Regions from separate parts of the Mus musculus genome. Here regions 1, 2, 3, 4, 6 and 7 are each linked to region 5. A link is a contact called in public HiChIP or PLAC-seq and promoter capture Hi-C data. All regions are on one chromosome and are shown on one strand. The core of a region is the stretch at or near the end of the contact, and the rest is flanking DNA. Distances in the headings are between cores, read along the strand shown.

The links. Promoter capture Hi-C pulls out the DNA fragments that hold promoters and counts their contacts. HiChIP or PLAC-seq counts read pairs in DNA pulled down with a chosen protein or histone mark.
Region 1: a contact with region 5 is called in a promoter capture Hi-C map of the SN4741 cell line, with 5 times the contacts expected there. The contact joins the promoter of Upf3a here to the promoter of Arhgef10 in region 5. A contact is called at or near these places in 8 of 39 promoter capture datasets (the 3T3-L1 cell line, the SN4741 cell line, cranial neural crest and 5 more), 5 of 484 Hi-C or Micro-C datasets (the G1E-ER4 cell line, Th1 cells, cortical neurons and 1 more), 4 of 115 datasets of contacts at active chromatin or transcription factors (embryonic forebrain, embryonic stem cells, extraembryonic endoderm stem cells and 1 more) and 3 of 9 other capture datasets (adipose tissue, embryonic stem cells and liver).
Region 2: a contact with region 5 is called in a promoter capture Hi-C map of liver, with 3 times the contacts expected there. The contact joins the promoter of Rasa3 here to the promoter of Arhgef10 in region 5. A contact is called at or near these places in 4 of 39 promoter capture datasets (embryonic stem cells, hippocampal neurons, liver and 1 more) and 2 of 115 datasets of contacts at active chromatin or transcription factors (embryonic stem cells and thymic regulatory T cells).
Region 3: a promoter capture Hi-C map of embryonic stem cells shows a contact between it and region 5, with 6 times the contacts expected there. The contact joins the promoter of Tfdp1 here to the promoter of Arhgef10 in region 5. A contact is called at or near these places in 2 of 39 promoter capture datasets (the 3T3-L1 cell line and embryonic stem cells).
Region 4: a contact with region 5 is called in a promoter capture Hi-C map of embryonic stem cells, with 6 times the contacts expected there. The contact joins the promoter of Coprs here to the promoter of Arhgef10 in region 5. A contact is called at or near these places in 11 of 39 promoter capture datasets (the 3T3-L1 cell line, cranial neural crest, embryonic stem cells and 5 more), 3 of 15 datasets of contacts at CTCF or cohesin (the NIH/3T3 cell line, large pre-B cells and pro-B cells), 1 of 484 Hi-C or Micro-C datasets (the HL-1 cell line), 11 of 115 datasets of contacts at active chromatin or transcription factors (the NIH/3T3 cell line, astrocytes, bone marrow-derived macrophages and 7 more) and 3 of 9 other capture datasets (adipose tissue, liver and macrophages).
Region 6: a contact with region 5 is called in an H3K27ac HiChIP or PLAC-seq map of embryonic stem cells, with 4 times the contacts expected there. The contact joins the promoter of Champ1 here to the promoter of Arhgef10 in region 5. A contact is called at or near these places in 7 of 39 promoter capture datasets (the 3T3-L1 cell line, cranial neural crest, embryonic stem cells and 3 more), 8 of 115 datasets of contacts at active chromatin or transcription factors (astrocytes, embryonic forebrain, embryonic stem cells and 4 more) and 2 of 9 other capture datasets (adipose tissue and liver).
Region 7: an H3K27ac HiChIP or PLAC-seq map of embryonic stem cells shows a contact between it and region 5, with 4 times the contacts expected there. The contact joins the promoter of Cdc16 here to the promoter of Arhgef10 in region 5. A contact is called at or near these places in 6 of 39 promoter capture datasets (3T3-L1-derived adipocytes, embryonic stem cells, hippocampal neurons and 2 more), 1 of 484 Hi-C or Micro-C datasets (the N1E-115 cell line), 5 of 115 datasets of contacts at active chromatin or transcription factors (embryonic stem cells, large pre-B cells, pancreatic cancer cells and 1 more) and 2 of 9 other capture datasets (liver and macrophages).

The regions. Positions count from the first base shown.
Region 1 is chr8:13,783,930-13,787,477 of GRCm38.p6, forward strand. It overlaps Upf3a (UPF3 regulator of nonsense transcripts homolog A (yeast)), which reads left to right and starts at 1,686. Exons shown (of 9, transcript NM_025924.2): 1 at 1,686-1,955; 2 at 2,218-2,324; 3 at 3,436-3,542. The coding sequence starts at 1,755. It overlaps Gm46032 (a long non-coding RNA gene), which reads right to left and starts at 1,127. Exons shown (of 2, transcript XR_001778519.2): 1 at 1-1,127.
Region 2 is chr8:13,675,713-13,679,244 of GRCm38.p6, forward strand. It overlaps Rasa3 (RAS p21 protein activator 3), which reads right to left and starts at 1,875. Exons shown (of 24, transcript NM_009025.2): 1 at 1,681-1,875. The coding sequence starts at 1,735.
Region 3 is chr8:13,336,127-13,340,059 of GRCm38.p6, forward strand. It overlaps Tfdp1 (transcription factor Dp 1), which reads left to right and starts at 2,625. Exons shown (of 12, transcript NM_001291765.1): 1 at 2,625-2,680; 2 at 3,539-3,613. The coding sequence starts at 3,602.
Region 4 is chr8:13,888,594-13,891,979 of GRCm38.p6, forward strand. Coprs (coordinator of PRMT5, differentiation stimulator) reads right to left here and starts at 1,678. Exons shown (of 4, transcript NM_025556.3): 1 at 1,574-1,678. The coding sequence starts at 1,642.
Region 5 is chr8:14,909,423-14,913,164 of GRCm38.p6, forward strand. Arhgef10 (Rho guanine nucleotide exchange factor (GEF) 10) reads left to right here and starts at 2,241. Exons shown (of 29, transcript NM_172751.3): 1 at 2,241-2,341.
Region 6 is chr8:13,868,005-13,871,521 of GRCm38.p6, forward strand. It overlaps Champ1 (chromosome alignment maintaining phosphoprotein 1), which reads left to right and starts at 1,637. Exons shown (of 2, transcript NM_181854.2): 1 at 1,637-1,807.
Region 7 is chr8:13,755,538-13,759,214 of GRCm38.p6, forward strand. Cdc16 (CDC16 cell division cycle 16) reads left to right here and starts at 2,119. Exons shown (of 18, transcript NM_027276.3): 1 at 2,119-2,317; 2 at 3,461-3,515; 3 at 3,603-3,677. The coding sequence starts at 2,270. The region is part of intron 1 of Gm46032 (a long non-coding RNA gene); the gene reads right to left.

The sequences.
Region 1 (3,548 bases), core at 436-2,935, 1.1 Mb before region 5:
ACCTCTTAAATCTTGCAGCGTTCATGCCTACACAATCAGTTCCACTATGTGGGGTACACATTACCAAGTCAGGTTTCCTGCTTGAGATAGCCTTGACTGCATCTGGACTGCAGTGTCTGTGTGCTGACCTTTAGGAAGTATATCCAGAAAATTGCACTTTGATGATGCTGGTCTTATTAATCACAACTGATTCTTCATCCCCAGCTAACCATCATTATTTGTCCCAATAAAGGTAGATTCTTAATCCAAATATCACAAGAACATCCCTGGTATCCCTCTGATACTTCATAATGTCTCTCTTCTTTCAATGGTATCTTTCATGTTTCCACAACTCATTACACTCTGAACACTGACCAAAAGCAACTTGTGGGAGGAAGAGATTTAGTTCCTCTTCTAGCTCTCTGGTCACATCCCTCAGTGAGGGAAATCAGAGAAGAAATTCAAGTAGGAGTTTGGAGGCAAGAACTAGCAGGGCCACAGAGAATGCTTATTGGCTTTATTACAAGCAAGGTCCAACTGCTGTGGGACCCTTTCACGTCCATTAGTCAAGAAACTGTTCCACAGGCCAATCTGATGAAAATAATGCCTCAACTCTTTCCTCTTCACAACCAAGTGACTATTTTGAGTCAAGCTGACATAAACTAACCAGCAGTTTGCCAGACAGGTGAAAGGGTGTTGGGTCAGGCACACAGGAGGACAGTCAATGGCTTTATCTTTAAGGGGGCAAAAGCCAGCCCGAGATAATTTTGGCTCCAAGCTTGTAATGTTCCAACTTTCTTCCATTGTGAAGTTACTATCCATCGACCTTGTACTATCTTAACAACTGGGTATGGGTTGGTTTTTCCTGACAACTCGTCGTCCACATTTTTATCAGCCTCTCACACGTGTGTTTTCTTCCTAATAAAGGTTAAGAGGCTATCAGAACTTCTGGTCAGTGTAACTGGTTATTCCAAACTGAGCTGGTTCAAGTGATGGGCTCAGTCCTAGCTTTCTTTGCAACACGAAATACTGGAAAACCGCTCTTGCCCAGGCTTTTATAGAACTCTCGATGTTTGAGGCCTGTTTGACGCAGACCTAAACGGTTTTGAGTCTTTGGCTTATTTAAAACGTCACATTTCAGGAGTGCCACGATCGATTTCTGAAAATCTCTCATTCTCCTTTACCATTAACGTAGGGAGAATGGTGCTATACATCATTGAGCACATGGGAAAACTGTATTGTTCGTATATCTGCTACAAATAAAATAAAAATAAAAAGCCAGACGCCTTTAATCCCAGGAGGCAGAGGATCTCTGAGCTCCAGGAGAGCCAGGTCTACAGAGTGAGTTCCAGGACAATCAAGGCTACACAAAGCCCTGTCTCAACAGAGAAAACGTGTAGGAGGGAGGCGGAGGGCAGAGTGGGGCGAGGAGAGCGACGGGTTTACTTTCGGTACTGTCCCAGTGACTCCGGGTGGACCGGGGGCTCCCAGTCCCCACCGCAGGTCAGCAGCGCACGGGACGTCCGGAGTGAGCATCTGCTCTCCGCGTGGCTGGCAGCACCGATCTCCTTCACCGTCGCCGCCGTTCTAGGACGTCCGCTGTCTTTTAAAAACTGCCGCGCTGCCCCCTACAGGCGCGGGCCAGCATTGGCACCGCCCCTTCCCTGTCAGGGCCGGGGAGGGGACACTGAACACCGAATTCCAAGGGAGGGGCTGCCTAGTCCTCGCGAGGCTTCGTTCTCGCGGAGGTGGCGGCGGCCGGCCGGCCGGTGGGGATGCGCTCGGAAGAGGGGGCCGGAGGCTTAGGCGCAGCCCTGGCTGCGCGGGGCCCGAGCTGGAGGGAGAAACTATCGAGCTCAGAGACCCACTGCCGCCGCGAGTCACCGCGGAAGGAGTCGGCGGCGCCTCCGGCCCCGACCCTAAGTGAGAGCGGGGCCGGCAAGCCTCGCGAGGAGAAGAGGACAGCCCTGAGCAAGGTGGGGGCGGGGCCCGCAAGTCTCGCGAGAGGACGGCTTCTAAGCCCCCCGGTGGGCGGGGCTTGGGGAGGGCGGGGCGGGTTGTTCATCTCAGGGGCGGAGCCTAGTCTCCGAAGTGATGCGGGCTGTTGCGAGCAGTCTGGACTAGGATTAGCGAGTCGGGGTGGAGCTGGGGAGCCGCGGTCCCCCGAGCTCCGGGGAACCTCAGGCTGAGTGGGCGTGGCGGGCGGCAGCACCTGAGTGAACGCAATGGTCATCCCAGGTGGTCCTCCGGCGTCTGCCCCCGGGCCTCACCAAAGAGCAGCTGGAAGAGCAACTGCGCCCCCTGCCGGCGCACGATTACTTCGAGGTGGTGGCTGCGGACCTCAGGTGAGGGCTGCTGCGGGACACCCACTGGTGAAGGATGGAGGACCCCGCGGGCGCTCGCAGTTGCAGTCCCCTCCCAGCTGTCAGTGCACGCCCACGTTAGGAGCGGGCAAGTCACCTCGTCAGCCCGTTACCATGCCTTCCTCGGCGTAGCTTTTAATAAACTGTATGATGAGCAAAACCGGACTGCATCCCTTACACACGTTGAGTCTGGAGTGTTTTCCCTAGTGAGGGACCAGTAACTGAGCCCTGAGAAGTGGAATCTCTCATTGCTTGCACCACCACCCAGCCAGAAGGTTCCCTGCCTGTGGGGATGCGAGCAACGCAGGGCTGACCTAAGCAGCAGATGTCAGTGCCACAGGAATTCGTGGGTTTTCCACGATACTTATTTTTATATCCTTTTATGGTATTCTTTCTCATTTGTGTCATATACGCTTTCCTTTGGGATACCAATTTTGTTTTGTTATTTTTTTTAAAGTCTATTCTAATAAAAATATGAATAATTAAATGGGTATCCTTTGAAAAACCACAGGTGGTTTTCAGGTGGCTGAAGTTTAGAAAAATGGCTAAAAGAACAGTGTGCAATTACTCGGTGTGCAATTCCGGTCCCAGCTTGTAACTTGCACCCTCTGTACGAACAACAGATTTCTCTAAACTTCTGTATTCTTTGTGAAATGGAATGGAATCGTTCCTACCTGTGAAAAGAGTTGTGTGTGAGACGGGGAGAATGATTTAGTTTTTCCTTGGTACGTGGTCTGACACCCATTCAAAATACAGCATGTCATCCATGAAGGAGCCTAGACAAGTCTCGTTCTTGTTCAGATGTACCAGAAATGGCTCTAAAAGTACCCATGGCATGGTGACTTCTGGAGTCTAGTATTTTACCCTTGGCTCTGTACAGAAGAGGCGGTCCTGGATAATTAAGGCTTCAGTTAATGGTTGCTTTATCTTCGGGGTGTTTTGTTTTGTTTTGTTTTTTTGCTAAGGAATATCCAAATTGTTAAAATTTACTGAGACGTGATTCTCGGGCATGAAAAAGTATTTGCTTATTCATAGGAGATAAGGCAGAATCAAGGGCCGTCCGTTTTACTAACCACTGTTGCCTCGGTTTCAGCCTTTATCCTCATGTCTACTCCAGAGCATACATTAATTTTAGGAACCCTGATGACATCCTGCTGTTCAGAGACCGTTTTGACGGCTATATCTTCATTGGCAATAAAGGTCAGT
Region 2 (3,532 bases), core at 625-3,124, 1.2 Mb before region 5:
AATACTCTTGAGAAAAAAAATGATGAGGAAAGATAAGGCAGAGACGCCTCTACCCAACCTCACTCACTGCCACCATCCCCCTATGCAGTCAGAGGCAATGAAGGCTCCAATCATACCCTTATTCAACGTCTAGCAACGGAGGAGGGACCTTCTGACTTGTCCCCTCTGCTGCTCCCCTAGTGAAGACCCGATTCCGGCAGACAGACTGAAGTCTTTCCTTCCCTCCTGTCTTATTTACTATGTCATTCTGGAAAAGAAATCCTCTTTGTTTGAATGGAACTAAAACCTTTCCCTGTGTGCACAGTAGCCGATGCTAGGATTGAAGCAAGCACACTGTACTGAAAGGGAAAGAAAGTCTTGGACCCTTCTCACCAACTGACCTGATTCTGCCCCAGCAGTATTCCACAGCAACCTCCCCAGATCCTTGAGCAAAAGGGCACAGCACCCCTGGAGCCTGGTGGACTCACTTGGTCAGAGGATCTGGCTGAAGGAAACTGAAGCTGGCCACCCTCACACAAGTAGTCTTTGCCCACAGAGGACAGAAAGCAGCCCCTTTCCTCAGATGGAAACTGACAGCAATTCCAGGCATAAGAGCAAGAGAAATCCCTCCCGTGCCCTCTGCTCCAGCCCAAACACCACATGCTCTCCGCAGCGCTTCTGAACCAAAGATCAAACTGTCTCGGGCGATGATTCAAAAGCAAAATAAAGCGGACAGGAAGCAACACGCTGATTGCGAGTAGCTGGCATTCTTCAGACAGCATCGAATGTCATCAACAACTGACACCAGGCTGTGACTGTTGCCACCCACTAGGGGCCTTTTCACATGGGAACAGGCCAGTAATGTGGGGCGCAGTTCAGAGGGAAAAGACTACAGGGACGGTGCACTAGGACCCAGAATTCCTTCCAAGAAAATTGGCCCCTGCCCAGTGTGTTAATGACTTGATGTGTAACGGTCACTTCAGAAAACCACTGTAAGGAAGTAGACTCACACGTCACTCACAAGATAAAAAACAACTGGGAAAAACGAAATCTCCAGGTTAAAAAAAAAAAAATCAGGAAGTCCTCTCCAGGTCTCTCCAGTTCCACTTCACTCCCCGTTCCTAGCGTTGCTGCCGAAGTCCCGACCAGCCCAGAGCAGCCTGAATGCCAGGCCTGCCGGCCACAGCTCCCACGGCCAGTTCTCAATGAAAGGAGGGGGAGGTGCTGGTGGCTCCATCACCAGGCCTGCAGCGCGCAGACACCACACACACACACACACACACACACACACACACACGGTCGCGCGCGTGCACGGCCTCGAAGCCTGCAGCAGCCGAAAAGGTGAAGGGGCGCCCCCTCCTTGGGAAATAAGTTCCTGCGCACAACTGTGGAGAGGACACCAGGAGACTGACATCAGTAGACCCGATCCCTGAAGTGGGAGCACCCAGACGGATCCGCGCGTGCTCGTGCATGTAAAGTCAGGCGCCTGGGATCTGGAGCGGTGCTGCGCACACGGACACACGCAGGCAACCACGCGCGCTCACTCCCACAAACAGACGCCCCCTGATACAGGTCCCTCCTCCCCCGCAATGCCACGGAGAACCGGGCAGTCTAGGCGGAGAAACACGAGGAGCCGGTCCAGCCCGGCCGGATACCAAGAACAGGGGTCTGGGGAGTTGCCCACGCCACCGCGGTCCTCACCAATCTTGATCCTCACGCTCTGGAAGACCCGCAGTCCCTCTTCCTCCACCGCCATGCTGCTTGTCGACCTCGCCAACGCGCGAGGGCCCGGCAGCGCGGCCGCAGAAGGGGGACAAGACAGGGGAAGAAGCCGGCAGACGGAGCCGAGCTGCGGATGCCCCCAGAGCCCCGCGCGCTGCGGTCCGCGCTCTGACCGGGTGCACCGCCTCGCGCCCTTCCATTGGCAGAGCTCGGGGGCGGGGCTGCGGGCGCCTTCCTTCGCCAGAGCCCCGATCTTCATTGGCTAAGGCTCTGCATGGGGTGGGGTAGTACGACTCCGCCTACTGTCAAACACTGCATTCCATTGGTCGGGTCTGTAAGGAGGCGGAGGCGGACTCTAAGGCGGGATCGGAAGGGACTTGCCTTGGAGTGCCCCTGAAGCGGTCCCTCTTCACAGCCCTCGCTGGTCCGGTCTCTCTGGACCTGGGACAAAGAGAGATCGTGAGTATTGATCTGTGTTTTGACCGCCAGGTCCCGTAAGACCGACTCGCACTTAAAATCTAAAAAGCTATATTCAAACAAAAGGTATGAAAGGAAAAGATTTCCTCTAGCCCCAGCTTCAGCGACTGAGAAAAGTGACACCTGCCGATCGCTCTGGAGAAATCAGAAGGTGATATGCTGTCAAAGTGAGGGCAAGTGGACCCTGTGCCCAGCAAGCAGTCCCTGCTTACCCTGTGGTGTGCTTGGGCAGCCTCAACGCGGCCCTTGAATTTAGCATTCCAGAACCTTCAAACCTGGTGCTTACTGGCAATTTGATTGGTATGCAACTTTAGAATTGTTGTATCTCTACAACGATACTGTGAGGTCCTATCCCCGATCCCTCCACTAAGTTTTTCCTGCAGCTGGCATAACTCCCAGCTTTCCTAGAGGGCCAAGAGCTCTAGTCCCTCGTTCCTTATAGTAGTCACAGAAGTGTCTCCCAGAGGCCCTGGTGGGTGGGGAGTGGCGGTAGAGATAGCCTCTGCAGTGGGTTTGAAGGAGGCCTGCCTTTCGGTAGGACTGAAAACGGAAGTGGCATCGCTTGAGGAGTCAGGAGGCTAGGTCATTGATACACCAACTGAAAGGTGTGACACAAAAATCCCTTGGTGCTATACGGTAGCTCTCTCACCAGCAGCCAAAGAGCAGAAATACAGTGTATAGGCAGGACACCCAGGAAGGTGCTGGAACTCCAGAGAAGCTGATTTGGAACCCTCCAGAAGCTGCTGTGCCATAGACAGGCTCTGACTGGGAAGAGAGGGAGCCGCTCTGGGTTAACACATCTAAAACCCTGAATCTCCGGCTCAGGAACTCAGCTTAGTGGTAGAGAACTTGGGTAGGAGGCACATGACTGGACAGGGATGGGGGTGGTGGTGGGGAAGGACACAAAATCACCAAAAGACTGCTTTAGCTGGGCTGCTGTACTGTGATAAAGCACCATGACCAAAAACAACTTGGAAACCATAAATAAATAAATAAATAAATAAATAAATAAGATGGGGAGGGGAGAGGTGGTGATCTCAGTGCAGGAGACAGAGACTGGCAGATCTCTGGATTCAAGACCAGCCAGATCTGCAGAGTAAGTTTGAAGACAGCCAGAAGTACACAGAGAAACCCTGTAGTAGACCCTTCTCCAACAAAAGGACTTGGGGAGGAATTGGTTTATTTTCCTCAGAGTTCATCATCAAGTCAAGGCAGGAACCTGGATGCAAGGACTGACAGAAGCAGAAGCCACTGGAGAGCGCTACTTATTGCCTTGTCTGTTGGCTTGTGCAGCCTTCTTTCTTACCCACTCCAGACCACCTGACCAAGACTGGCACTTCCCACAGGGACAGAT
Region 3 (3,933 bases), core at 1,375-3,874, 1.6 Mb before region 5:
TGCATGAGTTCGATTCTGACGTGCAAAACCAAGGTTAATTAGATGCTTGGCGGCTTAAGAAGGCGGGGCTTAGCCAAATTGGTGGGAGTAGGTGTGGTCAGCATAAAGGCAGTTAATTGTAAAGCCATGCAATATAGGGATGTCCAGTAATAATATGTTGCATATTACTGAGTGAGGGCTTTGGTCTGTGCTCCTCAAAGGTCTTCATAGATGTTAATTAGCCCTGCACTGGTACAGCTCTGACCTCTATATTTCTAGTCGGTTGGCTTTATCCAGATACACAAAATTGGGCAAGGAGAAGATTCTCCAGGGCTAGCAATCCCCGGCCTTACACGCTCAAAGTTTATGGGATGGACTGGCAGATCCAATTGCTTACAACTCTATTCCCTGAGAGCAGAGGGCCTACTGCTCCAGGCTCTAGAAGCCAGAGACTTACAGCTCGAGACACTCAAGTTGGAGGCTTAGACTCTTCTGGACCAACAGCAGCCACAACACTTGGCAGCTACTGTAATCCCAGCCGGTGCTGTGGCTCTGTGTGGGTACGGGGTGCTGGGAACTTACGTGACTGTAGCTTTAGCTTTCAATCCTAGAGTAAGACCTTGACCCGACAAGACTTGCCACCTCCCTGGAACTCTTCCAGTGACTGGTACCCATGTACTCTTCTGTGCCTCTTCATAGCCTTCTTCAGTCCTGGTGCGTGCTTTATCTTCTCTGAATGGCTTCCTATTTCTTCTGCCTGTCGTCCCATCGCCTCTGTGTGCTGCTGTGCGTGCCCTGTTCACTCTTCAGAGTCCCCCTTGCCGCTGCCACCACTCCGCTGACGTTCTGTCCTTTATTTCTTCATGCTACCAGTCTAGCTTGTAGAAATAATAATAAAAAAATTGTGTAACATCACTTGAGAGAAGTTTCTATTGGACAAAAGATTCTCCCAACTCACTGAAAAGGTGAGTCAAATAGCTTGTTTATATAGTCAGAAATGGGGTGTGGGAAGGATGTTTGCACCAGTCACAGTCTTTCTGCTTGGCCAGTAGAGATGCTTCCCTCCCCCTCCCCCTGAACCCCTCATCCCCCAACCCCAAATTCTGGGTGAAAACTGCTACTAGAGCTTACCAGAGCTTGTGATGGCAAAGAGTCTAGTGCAAGCTATTGACACACTCATGCCTTGGGTATTTCTGGTGCAAGCTATTGACACACTCATGCCTTGGGTATTTCTGGTGCAAGCTATTGACACACTCATGCCTTGGGTATTTCTGGTGCAAGCTATTGACACACTCATGCCTGGGTATCGCCTCTTCTGCTTCAGCAATAAGCAGCTGTGGTTGCAGGGCTGCTTCCTCAAAGCCGCTGAGCAGTGTTCAAACAGGACAGCTGCTGGCGGACAGTTCGGCCAGATGCTAAAGAAGGGCTGTTGGGCTGAGTCATGGGACTGAGGCAGCCAGGTAACGGAGAAAGATCTGTCAGTTTGGGAGTCAAATTGACCTTTCCTCCAGAATAAAATCCGGTCACTCACATTAACAGTTTTCTGATAGTACTTAACTTTGCCCTGCTCTTCAGTCCCATATTCTTGGGAAACGTTGTGTCATTTTATCTGAACCATTTGGACTGATTTGTGAGCCCCAGCCTATTCTCCTCCCAGGCTCTCCAGCTTTAGTCTTAAAGAAGTGGCCTCTAAGATGGACTGAGTCTTCAAGGCTCAGGGTCTACCAGACCCCTCTTGGGATGAAGCAGAAGGTTTCTGAAGTGAAAGGCGCAAATGCATACACACCTGATTAACAGGCTGTTTCCTGCCCTGAATCACTGACAGCCCAGGCTCAGGGCATGTGGCTGTGGAGGTCAGTAGTTGAGCAGAGGTGGGGGATCTTGTCTCTGTATTGTTCAGTATGCATCCGAACAGTCTTTACTTTGTTCTGTGTAAATGAACAAGATTCTTCTCCCTGTGTGCACATGCAGGTACTTTAAAGCACTCTCAGAACTGACCTCTTTTTTCTCATGTGTACACACACGCCTGCTTTTTTTCAGTGCGCAGACATTAACATAGGTTTCCATATGTTTGCACAGAGGGTTCTCTTCTGTATATATGTTCAGGCGTGCACACACGACTGATACTCCATGTACACACACGTGTATACAGTCAGACTCTGCATATCCACAGGTGTGCACACACATGATCCTTTCCCTACGTGTGCATGCAGGTATGGCACACACCACATTCTTTTCACCGTTGGCGCGCGTGGTACACGCGCACACACAGAGCCAAACACGTGGCCCTCTACTCCCTGCGCATGCACACAGATATGCATACAGTTGGCCCTTGGTGTACACACACACACACATACACACACACACACACACACACACACACACACACACACACACACACAGAGGCGCGCACACACGTGGCCTCTCTCCGAGCGCACATGGAGACGCGCGCAGCGCTGTTCGGCGTCGGCGGTCTCCAGCCGGGTCCCGCCGCACGCGCACGCGCGCGCAGGCCCCGCCCCTCTCCCAGGGCGGGTAGCACCGGCGAGAGGCGCGGGAGATGAGCGGCGGGAGGAGGAGGAGGAGGAGGAGGGCGCCGAAGGCGCGAAAAGGCGCGCAGGCGCGCTGCGCGCAGCGGGCCCGCCGCCGCCCACGTCACCGCGCCGCGCGCACGTCACGCCGGCCCGACGCTCGGCCCAGGGTGAGCCCGCGTCCCGGCGCCGCTGGCTCAGGGCAGGGACCGCCAGGGCCGGACCTCCGGGCCGGCGCCTCCGCGCCCCCGTCGTCCGCCCCGCGCGCCCCGCCGGCCAGCCAGGTGTGGCGGGGGCACCGGCCGGTCGCGGCGGGAGGGCGCAGGCTGGGCGCGCGGCCCCGTTCCCGCCCCAGCCCGGTTCCCGCGTCCGGTCGCATCCCGCCCGCCGCCCAGCCTCAGCTGGAGTCGGCCTCGACGCGGCGTGGCGTGGGCGGCGGGCAGGGGTCCTGGCCACCCTCCGGCTCTGTCCGCGCCAGGGCGCGGGGCTGGTGGCTGGGCCTAGTGACAGGTGGGGCGAGCGGGCGGGCGGCCGGGAGCCCACCTGTCAGAGTGGTCGGCGGCCCCTCGGGGTCTTGGGCAGCCCGGGGTGGGGGGTGCCCGCCGCGGCCCGGGCGGAGCCACGCAGTGTCGTGTGCCCAAGTGGGGGGCCTTGTGCCTCGGCGGGGCCTGTGGTCAGGCGGGGCCCGCGTGCCCAGGTGGGGTGAGCCTGACGGCTGCGCGTCGCTCAGCCAAGGGTCCGGGGTCTGGCCCCGCTGCCGGTGGGAGCTGCTGGTGCCCGCAGGGAGCATTTCCATTTAGAGAGGTGACTTAAAATCCCCGTGTGGGACCTGCTTGGCTAGCTCTCCTGTCGGGATTGTGCAAGAAAGGCCCCTGCTGCCTGGAGGCCTGCCTCTGCCTCGTGCTGGTGGGGAGATGTTTCCTTTGAAATGCGATGTGCGTTAAATTTCTTCTCATTCTCATTCATTATTCATCCCCTCCCTTTTTTTCTTTTCTTTCTTTCTTTCTTTTTTTTTTTTTTTTAACCAGATAAGTACGGTTTCTTCTGTGGAGGGTACGCAGTTAAAGCCTTGATTTCCTGGATCTGGTAACATGGCAAAAGATGTAAGTATGGTCGCTGCATGCTGCAGACATGTTGGCACAGCTCGTTGCAGTTTTCTCCCTTTATTTGAGAGTGGCCATACGTGTGTGGCAGTGGGTTGGCCAAGACATTTTACAGGCAGGAGCTGGGATGGAGATGAGGGATGATGGCGAGAGTCGTTAGGTGGGTGTCTCCCCTCTGCACAAATGGTCTTTGTCATCCGAAGCGTGACACGTTTTTTTTTTCTTTTTTGTTTTTTTTTTCGTGGTTTGATGATGATGTCTTGATTTTTTTTTCTTTATCTAAACTGCTTAAATAAAATAAAAAAATTAATACATCTCTC
Region 4 (3,386 bases), core at 428-2,927, 1.0 Mb before region 5:
TGATCTGGCAGGGGTCGTATGATGGAGGATATTTATAAAACATCTAACATATGTTGGAGACGTAGCTCAGTTGGTCAAGTGTCTGCCTAGTGTACACAAAGCTACACACTGATTTTTCCAACACTACATAAAACCAGGCATGGTGGGCCACTCTGTAATCTGAGCATTTAGGAGATAGGTGCAGGAGGATCAGAAGTCCTGGCCACAGAGTGAGCCCAGCTCCTGGGCTACATGAGACCCTGTCTCAAAAATATTACAATAAAGCCAACAATAATAACAAAACCACCTGTTAGACTGCAAGAAGTAACACTTCTTTGACTTAAATTGCAATATTTATTTTATTTGTGTATATTTGTGTGTGTGTGAATATACCAGGAGGATCCCCTGGAGAGGGAGTTGCAGAGGGCTGAGACATCTGTTGTGGGTGCTAAGAGCCAAGCCAAACTCTGTAAGACCACCATGGCTGTCTTTCCAGCCTTCATCCTGCATGTAAATAAACTGTACTTAGCACTCACCCTAATTACCGTTCATTATCTAGTCACCCCTGAGCTTTAATGACTCTATCTCCTGTAGTCCGTGATAACCACAGACCACTGCTGCCCCCTATGGTGCTGGACCTCTTACTTGAACCTCACGCCTATCTCCCTACTCCTGCTCACCCTTCCACTTAAAAGCTTCGCGAGCCCTCCACTGCCATCACAGACCAGCAATGCCATTCATATTGACTCTCACGTTCCTTTCTGTAAGAAGCCTGCTCTCCGACCCAAGCTCCAAGGCCATTTGCCTTGCCCTTTCTCATATCCAGACCTTTGCTGGGCCTACCCTCTCACCCAAGAACATCCTTTCCAGATCCGCCCTAACAACATCACTCTCCTATTTTGCAAAAGTGATTTTCTTTGCAAATCTATTGGTACTTGAATAGCAGCTTCAAGTACCATCACTGAGGCTCTGGTAAGCGTTCTATTCATTCATCCAATTAGGATACACCAGGCATAGGTGCGGCTTCTGGGAAACAGGATGTCTACAGTCAAGAAGCTCGCAGTAGGTGGATGCAATACGGGCAGGTCATGGGGAAAGGCTGTATGGCGCGCACTTAAAAACAAGTTTCTGAAAACCCGTGTCACAAGGGGACCATTCGTTTCATCAAATGGGAAAAAGCACGGGTGACATCTGGCGTCCAAGGTCAGCTACACATCCCCACCAATGGCCAGAGGTCCTCAAGGTGAGAAAAAAAAAATCCGTTTCCTCGCAGCTCCCACCTGACCCAGCCCCCTGCGGCTGGAGCGGGCTCAGGGCAGCCGGCTCCGGGAAGCCAGCTCCGCGTTCCCTGCATTCACTCCCGCAGATGCTCCCCAGCAGCCCCAGTGTCCCTCTCCCTTCAGCGCCAGCCACAGCCTAGGGCTCGGGTCCGCGCGCGTTCCCGCGCCCACTGCCGTTACCGGCCAGGCTCTCTGCGTGCACTCGCGCGGCCCCGGCGTTTCCCGGGTGAGCGGCCTCCCGGCAGCGCGTGAACCCCGCGGTTTCCCGCCTGGGTGGTCGCGGATGCCCGCGTCCCCCACCCCGTCGCGCTCACCTCCGCGCTGGGGGCCTCCTGCGAACTCCGCTCGCCCGGGCCCCGACCGGTGGCTGCCTGAGGGTCCATGCCCGGCCGCCCACAGCCAGGCGCCTGGGACGCTCCGGCACGTGACGGCCGACGGGCTGCGGACAAGCCAATCGGCGTGGGGCGGCGCGGCGACCGAGGGGGCGGGGCGGCGCAGGGGCAGCGCCGGACGGCACGCCCACCTGCGTTGTTGTGCGGGACCGCAGGCTCTACAGCTCTTTCTGACCTCTAGTGCTGGTTTCGAGCCTTAGGCCTGATTGGGCACTGAGCCATCCCAGCCACACGGGGCTTTCCTACTGCATTGTGAAATGACACATAGAGCCCACCCGGGTGTCACACAGTCACAGCCGATGGGCTCCATCACTTTTCTCTCTACCCAATCACAGGGTTTTCCAGATTGCAGGCTGCACCCGCACTACAGCATCCCTTAATGAGGGACTTCAGCAACCTGAAATGATCTGAAATGATAACCCAGCAGCCTGGAGACATGCTGCTTTGATTTAATGATCGTCTTTAAAGTCAATCTGCAAGGAACCAGGATAAAGGAGCAAAACAACGTGCCACCACAAAAACAAGGTGGTGTTAGGAACTTAGAGTCAAAAGCCAGTGCTCCAAGTCAGTAATGTGACTTTGTTGAATAATTCTCCGTTTTCCGTTTCTCTTAGGAGTGTCAGAGGCTACAGCTAAAAAGTTTTGCCCACATGACTACTGGAACAGGAGCTGGACAAAGATGATACCAGTAGACATGCTAATTGGCTCACAAAGCCTCAACCCTACACACAGAACTATAGGCAACTAAGGATTGCTGAGAGTGGGAGAGATAGCCTTCCCCAAGGAAGAGTACCGTTGGTTATCCAGTACCCAGTGGTTGGTTATCCAGTATTCAGTGGTTGGTTATTCAGTACCCAATGGTCTGCCCTGGAAGCCCTACACATGCAAGTAACATTGTATAGACTGAGCAGATTGTATTTAGGTACATTCACATACACACACACACACACACACACACACACACACACACACATGCACACATACACATTCACACATTCACACATACACATTCACAGATACACACATTTGTCACACATATACACATACAAATGAGCGTTCACACACAACACATTCGCGCGCGCACATTCACACACGTTCACACATATATTTCTCACACACACATTCACACATACATTTCTCACACATATACACACACATTCACCCATACACATTCACACACGTTCACACACACACACACAAATAGATTTCACACACGCACACACACAAGCGCGCGTTTGACTAACCTGTTCTCAGGAGATACTTGCTTCCCACTGCATGATTGCTATTCCCACAGCAGCTTGGGGAAAGGAATCAGAAATGTTTACTTACCTTCCAATTTTGTTTTGAACAGGAGTCTTGCTAGACAGCCCAAGTTCAATTAGAAATCGAGATCTTCCTGTCTGTTTCAGCTTTCCAAGTGCAGAGATTACACGTGTGAGCCACCACACTCTGACTGAAAGAGAAATCTGCACCGAATGATAACAAGCTTTAAAAATAGCACGCACTGCCATGACTTAGAAACTACAAATCCATCTTCCCAGACAAGACATGCTTATACAACGTACTTGCTCCTTTTTGAGCAACATAATTTTACTGAAAAAAAAAAAGACAAAAAGATGGATAATTGTCCTGTAAACTAAAAAGGATGAAATGTCTTCTTCTACAAGGACAGAAAGCCTATTGCATCTTGTGTAAGCAGACACCCAGGCCAGCGCCTCCATAGCAGTTTAAATGA
Region 5 (3,742 bases), core at 991-3,490:
TCTTCTAGAAACTTTAAAGTTATTTCATTTGATTCCAATACTAAATTTTTAATATGCGTATTTTCTGTAACCCCCATCCTTACACCAGCTGGTTTACTTGGTAACGCTGTTTACATGCTTAGGGCAATGCCGAATGGGTGGAGAGAGTTGACATCTGTAATACACCATTCTCAGCATCTGACACATCAACAAATGGCCATGGGCGTGACCCAACTGACAGCCACAGAACATTACGTCGGCAAATGCAGAGTGTGGGTTTGACTCTGTTATACACGCAGCTCAGTGCTCACAGGTCATCTGCGATGCTCACAGTACCAGGCATGCAGTGTCGTCATGAGGCTTAAAGGTTAAAATCATACAGTGGAATTAAGCTTTACATATGTAAGCACATATATTTATGTATTTATGGGTGCATTTACATACTAATTAAAAGAAAATCCCTCAGTGTTTGATAATGAAGCCTAACTAACTGTTCTTAGTATCCCATGGGTCAAAGAAGACCTAAAACAGAAAGTCTCAGATTCCTGCCTGTGGACTTACAGACGTGGTAATGTGTGATACTATAATAGATTGGTCAGGACTTGAGCCGGTCCAACTCCTTTCTGACTAGCTTCATCCCGAGGCTTCCTAATGTAATCCTTCTCTCGTCTACAGCCTTGGGGGGAGAGAGGATGCTGTGTGCTCTCTACTCCAGCGGAGAACACTGTAGTACAGACCTATTTCCTCTCACAACGCTCCTTAGAAAATGTCCTTCACGACTCTAGTCTGGGAGTTCTTTGGGTACTTTACCCAAAGGTCTTCCACAGAGACAACAGGAATGTCTTGTCATTTCAGACAGGTCTGAGAGTTCAACACAGTCCACTCCTGTAACTTTAGTGAATGCTACTTCCAAACAGCTATGAGGTGTCACCGTACCTAGGCTATAATCTGACCTACCTAGTCATAGTCTGTTTGAGAAATGTCTAGCTACAGAGCATACCAGCTCTATAGACACTTACTGTGGAACAAACCTCTCTCTGAACTCATTCTGTAACTGAGTGGACTTAGAGACTTAAGAACCCCGGGGTTTCCGCAACTTCTATGAACCATGTTGGTGGGAGATGTGACAGTCCAGTATGGGAACATGTTTGCTATGTGCCCTAGCCGTGTACCAGTTAGCACTTTGATGGGTGTTGCTTTCCTTTAATAATTTAATGATTTGCTTCCCTCTACATGCACAAAACAAAGGTTCGTGCTAAGCACATTCAACTGCCCAGAAGGGCTCTTCCAGAATATCCCAGCACTTTTCTATGCAGACACCTGCAGGCCTTTAATATCACCAAGGCCCACATTCTTGGTCTTCACAGCGCCTCCCTTTCCAGGCTCAGCCATGAGCAGAAAGGCTAGCTAAGCTCTCTCCAGCATCGCTTCCTGCATTTAGAGAGCTATGGAAAGCTGGAACTCCGGTTCAGCAAACAAGAGCCTCCCGGTGACAGGCAAGCTGTAATAGCGCCTGGAAAGGTATTGAGCTGAGGTCACGGTTGGTCGGCATTTCTATTTCCTGTACTTGGCGGGACGAGGAGCCCCTGACCCTGACCAGCCAGGACCGCCTAGGCTGGCAGGGTGGCTCTAGGTCGGATGGGTTGTTCTCCTGGCATCCCCTACTTTGTAGGTCTGTAAGGAACAGTGGATGCTGGGTGTGGTATCCGTTCTGTGCCCCACTGCCCGTGGGACCCAAGATGGGAGAGGTGGTCAGGGGGAGAAGGGCCAGAGATGGAGTGAAGTGTTGTTCAGTGCCCCCTTCCCACAGGAGCCCTGACCAGGATCTGCAGAGAGCAAGCAGACTCTGGGGTCACGATGGGTGGAGTGTCTGTCTTGTGTTCCCTGCCAGCGACAGCGCAGCTCCCAGTGTCTAACAGAGGGCGGATGATCGGGAGACACAATCTGGCCCCGCGCCATTTCCCAGTGACCAGGAGTCTGAGGGGAGAAGCGTCCACTCTGGGGCACTACAAGCTGGTGTCCTTTCTGTGCCCCCTCTGTCCCCGGGGGCGCAAGGTAGGCAGCATCCCTCCTACTCACGGCGCGGGGCGTTAGGCTGGGGGCGGGGCGGGGAGGGGAGGGGGGCTGATGGCCACGTGGCCTCGCAGGAATGCGCTGGCGCGAGGGTCGGGCGCGGCCGAGGAACGGGCAGGAACGCTGGCCAATGAGCACGAAGCACGGCCGGTTCCGGCCAATCATGGTGAGGTGGGAGGGGCTTCCCTGGCGGGCGGGGTGGGAGCGCATCGCGGGCGGGGCGCGCGGGGCGCGCGGGGGGCGCGGGACAACTGGCGGACGCAGACGGCGGATGGCGCCCGGTCCCTCGGTGAGTGAGCACGGCGACCCCAAGTCCCGTCCCAGGCCGCTTGCACGGGTTGCTTCTTTGCTTTAAAAGTTGCACTTCTACCCAGGTCCCCGAAGTAGCTAAACCCCACCCTGGGTTTGCGGGACTGCGCACAGTGACAGACGGCAGCGAGTAACCACCCCCCAACACCAGTTCAGCGCTGTCTCTGGCACAGGACGGCAAGGAGCTCCCAACTTCAGTTTCAGTTGCCCCCAAATCTGGCCGGTGTTTCCTTCTCTAGGCCCAGCAACCCCTACCCGACCCCCCGCTTTAGTGAGTGTCTATGGACATGGGGGAAGCAAGAAGCACCCACAAATTTGCAGGTGGCCCCTAGGCACAGACAGAAGCAGCCCCTCAACCTATGCCCTAGGTGTTCTCAGGCATAGATTCAGCGGCATGCAGCCTTCCCTTTCAATGGTTATCCCCAGACACAAGGCAGCAAAAAGTCCCCCAACTTCGATGGGTGTCCCTAGACACAGAGCATTGAGCAGCCGCCCAACTTGAGTGAATCTTCGGCCAAGACAGGAGACAGTCCCCAGCATCACTGTGTCCCATAGCCTGAGGGTAAGGCTCAAGGGTATGTGCAGTAGGGACCTGCAGCCTCTGACCTGGAGATGTGGGGTGAAAGGGTGAAAGGTCGCTGAAATTGCATGAGAGAAGTCATCTTGGGATGTTTGAATTAAGATCCTTAGGATCCCCTTTAGGGTGAAGTTGTTGCTGGGGTAAGGTTTTTTTGCTACCCACCATTGCTCAATAATTAGGGTAGATCCTGATCTGGTGTGCAGTAAATAAAAGCAGGTGGTTGGGCACCCTGGACACTGTGGGACACCATGTTTTGATTTCCCAGAGGGCAATAGACATGCTTGGTGTGAACTCTAACGTAGGATGCATCTCAGTTACAGCCTTTGCTGGAGGAAGAGGTTCTTCTGGACTCAAATGGCAGCAATCTTTCCTTCTTTTCTTTGGCTGGACCACACAGTAAGCTGTGTAGCTGTGTTTAGAATCTGGGCAAGGGACAGCATTTCATTGTCAGGTGACTCTTTCTTGATTCTAGGTCCTCCCTCGCACATACTCAGCAGGTGCTCCTTACTACTGCCGAGCATCTTGCCAGGCAAATGCTCTGTTGCTGAGCTACGCCCACAGCCTTGGTTACTATTAAAAAATCTATTTTGGCACTCGAAGGTCTGAGTTAGAAGGATCTTGAGTCTGGCCAGCCTGGGCTCCAATAATGAGATTTTTTCATATAAACAAGAAGGCAGGACTGGGGTGTGGCATGCAGCAGGCTGGGTTTGATCCCCAGTAAATGCTGAATTAATACATAGGTAAAGGTGTTGTGGCTTGAATGAGGATGCCGCCCCCCTCCACAGGCTCCGATGCCTGAAT
Region 6 (3,517 bases), core at 387-2,886, 1.0 Mb before region 5:
AATGGGGTTCTCCAGCCAGAAGCAGTTCTGGTGCCTTCTGGGCACTTGCTAGATTCCTCAGACCTGCCTCAGGACTCAGCATCAGATGCTGTCAGCCTGGGGCCCTGGCCTTATTCTTCAGAGCACTAGGATATCTGTAGAGAGCCTCAACAGAGGGATTTTCTGCATCAGATTGACTATTGGACATTTTTTTTTTTAGTATAGAATAGAGTTTATTCAGGGCATGGGGAGGGGAGTTAAGAGGGTAGCAGAGGCAGAGAGAGGCAGAGAGAAGGAGAGAGCAGAGAAGCAGAGGCCAGCCATGAACATATGGAGAGAAAGGGGAAGGGAATGGGGAGAGATGAGGAACAAGGGGGCGAGAGGCAAGAGAGGCAAGAGTGTAAGAGCACTAGTGGGCATTTTTGTGGAGCATTTTCTTGATTGCTAACTTATGTGGGGAGACCCCCACACACTGGGGGCTGTTCCGTACCTGGGCAGGTGGGCCTAGGCTGTATAAGGAAGGTAACAAGCCATCTAGAAGAAAGCCAGCTAGGAATAGCACCAAGGTCTCTGCTTACTCAAGGTTCCTGCCTTGAGTTTCCTCAGTATCTTATAAAGTAAACCCTTTCCTCCCCTAAGTTCCTTGAAGGTGCCAAACATCCTCACTTAGAATAACAAGGGTTAGACTTCCAGCACCTCAAAAATTGAAAACAAGTTGGGCAGTGGTGGCACTCATTTTTTTTTTTGTTTGTTTGATTTTTTTTGTTTTTCTAGACAGGGTTTCTCTGTATAGCCCTGGCTGTCCTGGAACTCACTTTGTAGACCAGGCTGGCCTCAAACTCAGAAATCTGCCTGCCTCTACCTCCCGAGTGCTGGGATTAAAGGCGTGCACCACCATGCCTAGCGGCACTCACCTTTAATCCCAGCACTTGGGATCAAGAAGTGTGCTTGCTGACTCTTAGACAGTGACTGTTGGTGCAAACGGTCATGGATTCCCAAAAGTGGGTTAGGAATGCTTGTGGTGGCTCGTGCCTTTGAGCCCAGCACCTGAAAGGAGGCAGAGACAGGTGGATATCAGGGCTACATAGGGAGAGACGGTCTTAAAAAAAAACAAAGTCACTAATGTGTTATGTGTCAGACAGCGTGGGATGCTTAAATAAGGTGGCCCTGGGTTCATTTCTATCATCATTCAAGTCCAAAATGCAAGGAATCAAACCACTACCACCACCAATAACAACAAAAAGGCAAAAGCTTAAGAAATTACATAGGTGTATAAAGTAAGGTAAACTAGGTCCTCACAATCTTTCAAAGCAAACAGACTAATACTAAAACTAAAAGTGAATACATTTCAATTGCAATTGAAGCCAATTTTTAGAGTTTTGTGTTTGGAGACATGAAACCTGTTTACTGCCTTCGAAAAGCTTTGTATTTGCCTTGTATTTCTAGTTTAGACAGTATGTCTTATTGGAATGAATGAATGAACGCATCCTTATTAGGAAGGAACAAATCAAAAGACAAAAATAATCAAAACGAACCTACCAAACAAACAAACAAACAAAAAACCCAAACAATCAAAAGAGGGGTTAAGCAAAGAGACAGAAGCCCAGGCCTGGGGCTGGGCCCTTGCTTCCTCCGGCACAGCCCAGCTGGGAACCTTAGGGGCCGGGGGAAGGGGGCGACCCGGAGGCACGCGACGGCACTTCCGGTGCGAGCGCGCGGTACTTCCCGGCTGGTCCTGCGTCCAGCCGCCATTCCCGAGGCCGCACAGCCAGCCCAGAGTTTCCTGTGGGCGTTTCCTCCTCTTCACTTCAGGACGCCTCGCCGGATGGTGAGGAGCGGGCGGGCGGGCGCCTCGGTACGGGCTGCAGGGTTCGGCGGGAGGGCGGGCGCCGTGGTGCGCTTGGCGCGGCCTGGAGGCCGGAGCGCCCGGTGGCCTCATCCTTGCTCTCCGCCTCCGGGGCCAGCCTTGTGTTTTTCTTGCGTGGCGGCGCACAGGATGGGAGGGGGCGGTATCGGTCTGGAATCTGCTTTAGGGCTGCTGTCCCGAGGCTCCGAAGGTCTCTGGACGTGGACCGTATCCGGGCTTAGCCTCGCCCAGGTACCCTTTCGGATGGATGGCTGCAGCCTAGCGGGGTGTTTTCCCGAGAAAGGGCCAGCGCTTTGGCACTTGACTGTGGAGTGTAAACCGGTGCCAATCTAGTATTCCCAAACATTTAATTAATCTAAAGATCGCTCGGTGCCCAGAAGTTCTACCCCCAGGTCAACGGATCTTGCTTGTCAAGAACACAAGGAACTCAGAGCCATTAGCTACACTGTTAGTGGCACACACGTGGCCATGCACTGTCTCTCCTGTAAACTGTGGATCTCCTAAATTAGGCTGACGCTGCGGCTCGATGGTGAGCCCGTGCTTAGCAAGAGTGAGGCCTTGGGTTCCATCCCAGGACTTGGGAACAAAAAAGTGACACTTGTTACAAATTAGCTCACTGATCAACACAAGTTGTTAATGGAATTGGAAAACGTGTAGAAACGTAAGGGTTATTTGTGCTTTGTGTTGTTGTTGTTGTAGTTTTTAAAGAAAAACAACCAGTCAAAAATGTATAACCTTAAAAAAAAAGGCTATTCATAAAGAACAGTCTTATGGGCTGGAGAGATGGTGGCTCAGTGGTTGGGAGCACTGACTGCTCTTCCAAAGGCCCTGAGTTCAGATCCCAGTGACCACGTGGTGGCTCACAACCATTTGTAAGACAGCTACAGTGTACTTATATATAATAAAATAATAATAAGAAAAAACAGTCTTGGGCTGGAGAGATCACTCAATGGTTAAGAGGTCTGACTGCTCTTCCAAAGGTCCTGAGTTCAAATCCCAGCAACCACATGGTGGCTCACAACCATCTGTAATGAGATCTGATGCCCTCTTCTGGGGTGTCTGAAGACAGCTACAGTGTACTTATGTATAATAATGAATCTTTTTTTAAAAAAAGAAAGAACAGTCTTATTAGTATATACGTAGACTAATAGTGCCAACATCCTAGGTTGCTTTCTGTTGCTGTGATCAAAAAACACCTGTGGGGAGGAAAGGATCAATCTCATCTTACAGGTTATAGTCCATTGTTGAGGGAATTAAGGGCAGGAACTCAAGCAGAAAACACAGAGTAGAGCTGTGTTCTAGCTTGTTCCCAAACTCACAATTCAGTTCCCTTTCTTATACAGCAAAGGCCTACACACCTAGGGACAGTACCTGCTACCGTGGGCTGTGCTTCCCACATCAATCATAAATCAAGAAAATGCTCCACAGATGCCTATTAAATCACTATGATGGAGACAGTTCTTCAGGTGAGGTTCCTGTATCCCAGGTGTGTTAAGTTGGCAACTAGTGTAGCTTACATATCCACTAAGCTCACACATGTTCTGTGTTGGAGTTTTAACATAAAACATATATCAAAGTGTATTTTTAAGGGACTATCAAGACCAGGTATGGTGACTCGATGCCTTTCGTCCAAGAACTCGGGAGGCAGGGGAAAGTGGTGCTCTGTGAGTT
Region 7 (3,677 bases), core at 869-3,368, 1.2 Mb before region 5:
GCTCCCTCACACCCTAGCCACCATGCCTTCCCTGCCATGACAATGTCCTATCAAAGTGTAAGCTAAAGTATACCATTTCCCCCTTACATTGCTTCTTATCAGGTGATAAAGTGATTAGTGCAAAAGCTAGCGATAATAAGTTCCAGCCAGAGCACAGGCTAGAGCCACAGCAAGGAGACACTGACATCCCGTGCCCAATGGCCAGGTAGAGACTGAGGTTTATCCCAGTTAGTCTTTAACAGGTTGGATGTAGAGGCACATCCATACTGGGAAGGGCCTCTGCTTTACTCTGCTGGTTCAAAATCAATCACATCCAGATACTCCTTCCCAAATAAACTTAAGAGTATTGCTGTGCCAGAGCAATTAAGAGCACGCAGTGGTCCAGTCCTTGAGTATCACAGCCCCTCAGGCAAGAGATAAAGGGATTGCATCATAGCTCAACCTACTCTGATGGATACAACAAGAAACATTCAGGTGTTGTTGACACTGGGCCACAAAGTTTATCCTAGAGAACTGCACAGTTGAGTTACACACAAAACAAACCACATACGAACCTCATAGTGTTTTAAGGAAGTTTATACTATTCCCTTGGGCCACATTTATAGCTCTCCTCTGTCACATGGGACCTACCGCCACAGACTGGAGAACTCTATAAAACATCGCAAAGAACAAGGTGGCTTCCGATGAAGAAAAGCATTTAAAGTATCCTCGTGAGCCAAGCACGTCTCAGAATGAAATATTGTACCTCTCAGCTTGCTTGTAGAAGAGGAGATATATTTGTAATTACACACACAGACAAAGTACAGAAAGGATGCAGAGGAGGATATGCTAGGTAGGATATGTTAGGTAGGATATGCTAGGTAGGATATGTTGTAGTCGCTACATCTGGGAAGACAAAGGAAAAGAGGAACTCCATAGTGTTGTTGTAGGCTTTACAGAGAGATCATGGGAAACTCAAGACAATTCAGGAAAATTCACTGCAGACAGGAGAGGCAGATGGGGCTCCTTAATATTCTGCAAGCATACACTTGTGCTTCGTACTGTCGTAAAGAAACCTGCAATGCATTCTGCAAATAGCTCAACACATACACACTGCTAATCGTTTGTTTGTCCCAAGTGTCTCTCCAGGAACAATGAAGGTCTCGGCAGCCTGGGACGGTGCAAACCCAGCTGCACAGAGCAATAACAGGAAGAAGTGCAGGAGACATACGGAGACACAAACCAGTATAATCTCAGGAGTAAGGCTGACCCTTGACCAGAGGCAGTATTAAACTTTGGAATAATTGCCTTTGTTTGCTCTTTATAAGGTTTTCTTGGCTGGAGATGAGATAAAAAGACGGGGTGTTAGAATGTTAATCCGCTTCTTTCTCAGATAACTAGCTCTCTGAATAACATCTGACTTAAAGATTAAATTCCTGTCTTTGATGTTTACCATCTGTGGTGACAGCACAAATTTCCTTTATAAAACAATTCTATTCGTAAAATGAATGAAAACAGCCGTAAATATGGTCAACTATGCCTTACCACACACCCGCTTCAAGTCAATAAGTACGGTTGGATCACTACCTACAAATGGAGAAGACAGGAAAAGTGTGTGTGTCCTTAAAATATTACCCTGTCATACATATGTGTCATTCACAGAAAAGGATGCAGCCAACTGCTCACAGGGGTGAGAGCAGAACATTTGAGTGGTACCAGTCTCTATACTTTCAAAAGGCTGCACAGTGCACAGAATGGAATTTTAAGAACACAAAATACCCTGTGTGGTGATGGACCTCTTTATTTCCAGCACCCAAGGAGGTGTGTTTGTGTGTGTGTGTGTGTGTGTGTGTGTGTGTGTGTGTGTAGGAGTCTGAAAGTAAGAGGCCAGTCTGGTACCCAGGGACAGCTCTGGACCACCCAGGACTGTAGAGAGAAAAATTCGATCTTAAAAATATCCGGTAGGGAGAAGGGTAGCTATAGAAGCGTCTCTTCCACTCCCGGAAGGCACGGAGTCCCGCTAGATCCCTTTTCCCTCCCGGACAAAGGCGAACAGGTTAGGACTAGGAGCTGGCGCCCAAGATCGCCACGGAACCATTAGAGTGGGCACACACCCGACGGGGGGAACGCTTTTGCACGGGACTTCCGGGGTAGGGCCTGTCGGAGCGGAAGTGCCGTGTGGCGCGCGGGGTCTGGTCCGGGCGGTGGTCGGCGGGCTTGGGTCCCTCGACACCCCGGGGGCGCGCGGAGGCTCGAGAGGGCGTCGGGTGCCTGCCCTGGCCTCGCGGCCATGAACCTGGAGCCGCTGCGCAAACGCGTCCGGCAGTACCTGGACCAGGTGCGCGGCGGGGGGCCGGACGCTGGGCTTCGGGGCGGTGGGGCCCGGCGGGGAGCGCGGCCCCGATGGCTCCGATCCTGCGTGGACTGCGGGAGCAGGGCTGGGCTGGGCTGGGACGGCTGCACTGGGACCTTGGAATCTGGCCGGACCGTAGGACATTTGGGAGGATTTAGTTGTGTTTCTTATTGGACAGAATACTTGGGAAGACAAGCTAGCTGTCTCCAGTTAGGACTGGAAACAATACCCCGTGCTGGATCTTCAGCCTCCGCGCTGCTCTCGAGTGGACAAGCCGGGACTATTCGAGGGAAGGGGTGTCTCTGGGGTCCACGTCATTGTCATGTCATTTGGTTTTTTGCTAAAATGCTTGCTCTCCCGATAAATGGGAAACGGAAGAGATGCTAAGTGAATGAGCCAGAGGTTTGCACTTCGCTGGAAGGCTGCGTGCTAAGGGGCAGTCGGTTTGTGATTATTTTCTTTGGCACTGAGATGTAGAGAGGACAATGTGGGCCTCTTTTTTCACTCTGGGGGCATCTGTTCAGAGCAGATTCTCGGGTCCATAAGACTTTCTCCTGGCTACTCATTGGGCTACCCTGTTCTGACTATATCCTGAGGAACTGAGGCAGAGGCAGTAAGAGCTAGGGATCAGCACTAACCAGGACAGATTCCTGAGTGTCTTTCCGCTGTCAGATTAAGTGTTGTTAGAGTTGACTACAGGGGGCGACATTGCCCATGACCAGTGACTGTTAAGGGTTATGGGTTTAATTGTGAAATATTTGAATCTAGTGCTCTGCTAGATGCTACTTTAGGATTCATTTGAGCTTGTGGGAAGTGTTATTACATAAATGTCAGTATCAGAAGTTCTAGATGACTGCATTTCAATCGCTTATGCACTGTTTTAGATACTAGCTGATACATTTTTGGTAGTGTATGAGTTAAACTGCTATCTTGAATTGTATATATGAAGTTCTTACGGTAATGACGACCTAAAACTCACACTAGCTGAGCTGTAAAATACAGGTGATTGGTGGGCCCCGTGCTACATCTAAGAACGTGTTGTAGTGAGTGGTGGATTTGGTGTGTGGATTTATATTAGTCGACTGTGGGGGCAACAGCAGTCACCCTGTGTTTGCTTTTTGTATGCAGCAACAGTATCAAAGTGCTCTGTTTTGGGCAGACAAGGTAGCTTCACTCTCTCATGGTGAGTGACATGCAATTTATTTCCCCTAATTAATCTCTAGAAAGCTCCCCATGAGCCTCTGACCACTTGTGTAATTTTGCCCCTCAGAGGAGCCCCAGGATGTTTATTGGTTGGCTCAGTGCCTTTACCTCACAGCGCAGTACCACCGAGCAGCCCATGCGC